Linked DNA regions of Oryctolagus cuniculus: region 2 is linked to region 1. A link is a contact called in public Hi-C data. All regions are on one chromosome and are shown on one strand. The core of a region is the stretch at or near the end of the contact, and the rest is flanking DNA. Distances in the headings are between cores, read along the strand shown. Region 1 has its middle 280 kb from the start of ETS1. Region 2 has its middle 49 kb from the start of KCNJ1.

Region 1 (2,700 bases), core at 168-2,667:
GCCTGTGCCCTGATCTGGCCTCAGGCATTTGTGCCAGCATAGAAACATGCGTGCTGACCCGGTGAGGGCATCATAAGAGCTAGAATTCCAATGTTAGTTCAGAGGCATATCCAGAGATTTTTCTTAATGATAGCCAAGTCCCAGATTACCTACAAGTAACTTAGATATTATTATTGCCTAATATTCACACGAAATCTGCATGATGATGGCCTCATGTTTGGATCACTTTCAGTTCTCTCTCTTTGTCTCTTTCTTTTTCTCTGCTACCCCCCGCCCCCCTTTTGCAGAAGTGGAGGCAAAGTTACCGGAAATCTCAATTGTCAGAGTTCAAAGCCTTCGCTCAACACTTGACATTTGACAGTGTGTCCCCCTCCCCTTCCTCCACACCCTCATCTTGCTTGCACGGGCACAAGCCCTAGAGATAACCATATGAGGCAGAATGCATGCAGTCGGCTCCCTTCTTACATTCGTTTCCTCCTACACAGACTGGCGAGGCACCCTGAGGTTGGCACGTGCTTTGTCCCAGGCCTTTCACGTTTCACTCTGAGGTGGTGGTCGTCGATTAAATGTGGCAGGAGATTCCCCATGTTCACCAGACAGACAGCATGCACCTTCGGGACCAGAGATCATCTAACAGAAAATCTCACCTAACATTCTCAATTTCACAGACCAAGAAAGCGAACTGCCTGAAGCTAGCGTTCGAGACCAATAGAGCAGGCACCAGAACCCAGAATTCTCTTCCCACTCTTCCCGGTCTTCTCTCTGCCTGACCACAAAGGCTCGGAAACTGTCAATTTCGGCTGCTGCACTAAATGTTCCGATGACAGACTTGTCCTGCGTCTGATAGACGACGTTCTCCCATAAACTCATCAGGGGAATGAAGAAACGCGTCATCCTTGGAGGAGGCCGGGAGGAGCTGCTGCCTGTGCGACAGGGGAGCAGCCGAGCTCTCTGGGTGCGTGCTTTCTGCCCCAGGGTCTCCCATTCTCTGTGTGCCATAATCCGGGACTTCTCTTAGAGGCCCCAGTCCCCGGAGGGAGCGTCCAGTTGATGCCTCCCTGGCGAGGCAAGGTGGCGACAGGGAGGAAAGAAAGGCGAGAGTTGCTGAAGACATGGTGGCAGCGTAGGCAGCCTCCGAGCTGGGGACCTCCAGGGAGGTTGTCTGAATTATCCTCCAGAGGCACAGAGATCCCTCTGGGGGACGTTCTTGCCTTTAGATCTTGAGGGAATTTTAGGGTGGAGACTAAATAATGAAAATGACTCGACAAGTGCTGACATTCTCTAAGGAACTGAAATCATGGAAATGAGAATTGGATATGGAAAATGGGAAGAACTCGCCAGAGTTTTGCTTTGCCCACATCCCACCATTGTAGTATACGCATGTGCACACACACACACACACACACGTGTGCTCTTGCGCTGTCTGGAAGGCCAGCAGAGGTTGGTGAGGCCTCTTTCACCCGCCACCATCTGGCTGAAGCCAATCTGTCATCCAGAGTGACACCCACCCCTTCCCATGACACCTGTGTGGGCCACCGCAGCCTCAGGGTAGGAGCCGCCCTCCTCCTCCTCTGTGGCTTCTCCCAGCTGACTCCCTGCTTCCCGGAGGGGTCAGCGAGTCTGGCTTGGCCTGGGCCTCACAGACACCTGCAGCGCTGCCCTGCAGCCCCCGCTCTCGCTTGTGCTCTTGGAGTGCATTCTTGTCCCACTCTTCCAGTCTCCAGGGTCCCCCGAGGCAAGAGAGCCTCCTACTTCCTGGCTCACCACTTGCCTGCGTGCTTCCCAGCGGCCAGGGAGATTTTTCAGAAAACTATTTTTAGAAATCGTAACCTCAGAATAAACACAGCACACCAGATGCTCCTGTTTTTCTGGGGCAACTGAGCTGAGGATCATTGGTTTAAACAGAAAGGTGAAACAGCCAACCTTGGGGTTCTGGCCAGGCGTAGTTTGCAGATTGCTGGGTTTCACTCCCCCTAGTGGCACGATGTTAGAAGACATGATGCCACCCACCCCAGACTACTGGAAATGTATTAGGGTTCAAATGATTTGGGAGAATTCAATTGGACTTTACATGTAGGCAGTCATTTGATGAAAAGTAAGAACAGGTTTAATCCTAATTTTATGAATACCAAAATGTGTTAAGAAGAGTAAGTTAATTTCTCTTGGTCTTTTTTCTTATCTTGGAAGGATTTCTGTTTAAACAAAACTCATTTTTTTAAACTTTTATTTAATGAATATAGATTTCCAAAGTACAGCTTATGGATTACATTGCCCCCCCTCAATGACTTCCCTCCCACCCGCAACCCTCCCCTTTCCCGCTCTCTCTCCCCTTCCATTCACATCAAGATTCATTTTCAATTTTCTATATATACAGAAGATCAGACAAAACTCAATTTTTAAAATGAGGTTATGATACAGCTTCTGAATACCTTCTTTGTTAAGCAAAATATATTTCCTGAGAGGAATCTGCATGTACCAGAAGGCACTGTTAGAGTGCATTTTGCACTGTGTACCTCTTTCTGAAGTTCAGGCCAGCTCTGCAGAGGACAGGACAAGGAAGAATAAATTTGAGGAGGGACTTGTGTGTCCAATGTCAAGAGCAACAATAAGAAGAAGAGAAGAGCAGCGAGGATTTCTGATTACAAGACTCCACAGGACAGAAACGTTGCTAACAGGCACCAACGGCTGTGGCTGTCTGTT
Region 2 (2,700 bases), core at 13-2,512, 620 kb before region 1:
CCAATCCAGGCTGCCACATCGACCCCACCCAGTGTGCACCCACCAACTGAGGGTGTCTGTCGAGCCCAGGGGTGTCCAGGGCCACGGGAGAGTTTGAGGTGTTTTAGGGAATTCCAGAGGCCAGTGCCCAGCTCCACTAACAAGTGGTGATCATTTCTAGTTCTAAAAATATCTGCCTGCGGTTGCCACCACCCGATGTGTGCACAGATTGGTGACGGGGGTGCAAGCAGCAGTGATCAGCTACAGAGCCCTCTCTTCCTTGCTAGTCTGGGTTCCTCTTTGCCAAGCGAGCGGCTGAGCCTGCTAACCCGTCTCCACCTCTGCCTCTCCTGGGAGCTTCATCCTGGGATGGGAGAGCCCTGTGATGAGGCTGTGGGAGGAGACTGAGGCAACGTGGCTAGGTTTTCCCTCTGTAACAGGCTTTCCAGGGGAAGGCTGGAGAGCCGACAGCATCAGGAGGTGCCTGCTGGCATCTTTCCCTGCCTGGGGTTGCCCCAGGCTGCTGGAAGGTGGTCTGGGCTCTGCCTGCACAGAGATGCTAGGTCAACACCACGAGGGTCTTCTGCAGCCACACAGGAGGATGCCTGGGCTTGGTGTTTGTGTGTGTGTGTGTGTGACCATGATGGCAGATGCACAGGGAAGCACCAGGTCTGCATCCGTGGCTGTGGCGTCCCGTCTCCATCCACTCCCCCTGCCCCCGCCTCTGCCAGCCTCCTCGATCAGCTCTCTTGGGATCCAGATCAACAATGGCTCTCTCCACCTCTCTTCCTCCCGACCCCAGCTTCTCCTGTCTGCCTGCCAGCACCTCTCTGAAGTAGGCCTCTCTGTTCCCTCTCTCTGTCTTGTACCTGTTGCAGCCTCCGGCTTCCGCCCTGAGCACTGGACAGGAGGCCCCTACCCAGGTCCCCTCCATGGTAGAAGAAGGGAAAGCCATCTTTCCTCTGCACAGATTCCGGCCGCCTGCCCACCCAGCAGCTGCTGTGGGAAGTCAGCTTGAGAGACCAAGAGTGGACTTCTCAGAGCCTCAATGGGAGGAAGCCCCCGGGGGCCCTGGGCAGAAGGCAGGCAGCGCACTGCGGGGTGGAATGGGCACCCCAGCGAGGGTCCACCTTGCAGCTTCCTCCTCCATCGACCCCCACATCCCACCCCACGTTGCTACCCTCTGTTCAAGAAAACCGCATTATTCCTGCTAGGTCCTCCACTCCCTGCACTGGGGAGGAGCTCACTATCCAGCTGGGCTCCCATTCTCCGGATCAGACCTGGGCAAAGCGCGAGGCGCCCCCAGCGACCCCCGCCGCCGCCGCCGCCAGCACCCCAGGCTGCGCCCCCTCCCCCAGCCCCAACCCCCCCTAGTGCGTGCCGGCGGCGGCCGCGGGGCAGCGTCGGAGCCGGCTCCGGCCGTCTGCGCGCCGCGCTCCAAGGCAGCGGGGTGAATGGACGGCATCCAGCCCGGCCGGCAACTTGAAAATAAAAATAAAACAGAGGGAAAAGAAATAAATAATAAGGAGCGCGCCCGAAAGCCAAAGAAAATACAATTCCCAGCCCGGAGCAGGCTGCGAGCCTGCAGCCGGCCGCGGGCCGCGGGCCTTTGGCAGCGCCGCCAGCGGGGCCTTTGTGCCGCCCCCGCCGCCCCCCGCGCGTTTCTGTCCTAATTGAAGAAACACAATCCCGGGGTTGCGCCGCGCCGCGCCCCGGCCGCCGGGCCCCCGAGGCCGCTGGCTGCCGCCGCCGCGGCCGCCCCCGCCCGCAACAGGGCCGGGCTTGTTCTTTGTGCAGGCAAATATTTATTTTGGTTCAAGTGGACCCCTTCCACAAAGCCCACCTGGTTGTAATCAATAACACCTATTTTCAGATAATCTGCCGCCCTCTAGGCAGAGCGCACGGAACTCACCCAAACAGAGACCTTTTCAAAGGCAAGTTTCAATGGACTGGATTCACAGAGGGCTGGGGGAGGGAGCCGGGTGGGGTCGGGGCTGGGGGGCCGCGACGAGGGCCTGGGTGGTCAGGCGCTGCCAGGTGGACCGCGCCTCCGCCCCGGGTTGGGGGCGGGGCTGATGCCTGGGGGAGGGGCCCGGAGCCTTGCCCCAAGCAAACGAATTCAGGGCCTTTCTGGGGTGAGCCAGATGTTGCAGCCAAGGTCCACTTTGGAAACCCCAGAGCAGCGTCCTGTGCCCCTCTGGGAGCCTGTGCTGGCAGGGGTAGGGGGGAGGCAGCGCACCTGACCCTGAGACCCCGCCCTTCTGCGGGACATCGCCCAGTGGCCATCTCCCAAGCTGCCCCTTACTTCCAGACTGAGCACCTGCGGTGGGAGGGCATTGAGGGAGAGGCTGGGAAGAGGCCGGGAAGGAAGCAGGATTCCTGGAGGAAGCATGGAGAGCAAAAAAGTGCTGGTAGCTGGAGCTTGGGATGCCGCCACACCACGGGCCATTGCACACGTGGGGCCCTTCTGACAGTCGGGATGGCCCGGGCTGGCCAGCTAGGGTGCTGGCTATGCTCACAGCCCCATCCGGTGGTGGGGACGCCCCCGGGCCCCAGACAGCCAATCCGTAGATAAAGCCTGGGCTCAGGGAGACGTGACAATAGTTAGTCTGACAAGGGTGACTCACTAGGTCGGAGATTTTAACTGGGGAGTATGGAGAGACCCAGGCAAGTGGTAGTGGAACAAATGACCAATGGCAAGGTGGGAGGTGGGGGTCTCAG

What was found. Hi-C and Micro-C count contacts between places; a contact is called where the count stands out from the background.
Region 2: a contact with region 1 is called in a Hi-C map of an unstated tissue, with 4 times the contacts expected there. The contact joins two enhancer-like sites. A contact is called at or near these places in 4 of 6 Hi-C or Micro-C datasets (ear pinna, psoas muscle, skin fibroblasts and 1 more).

The regions. Positions count from the first base shown.
Region 1 is chr1:121,822,903-121,825,602 of mOryCun1.1, reverse strand. No RefSeq gene overlaps it. Among named protein-coding and RNA genes, the nearest start is that of ETS1, 280 kb to the left of the region's middle. Within about 2 kb of position 1,417, at least 1 of the 8 cell types and tissues checked has an H3K27ac peak or open chromatin away from gene starts, as enhancers often do.
Region 2 is chr1:122,442,848-122,445,547 of mOryCun1.1, reverse strand. No RefSeq gene overlaps it. Among named protein-coding and RNA genes, the nearest start is that of KCNJ1, 49 kb to the left of the region's middle. Within about 2 kb of position 1,262, at least 1 of the 8 cell types and tissues checked has an H3K27ac peak or open chromatin away from gene starts, as enhancers often do.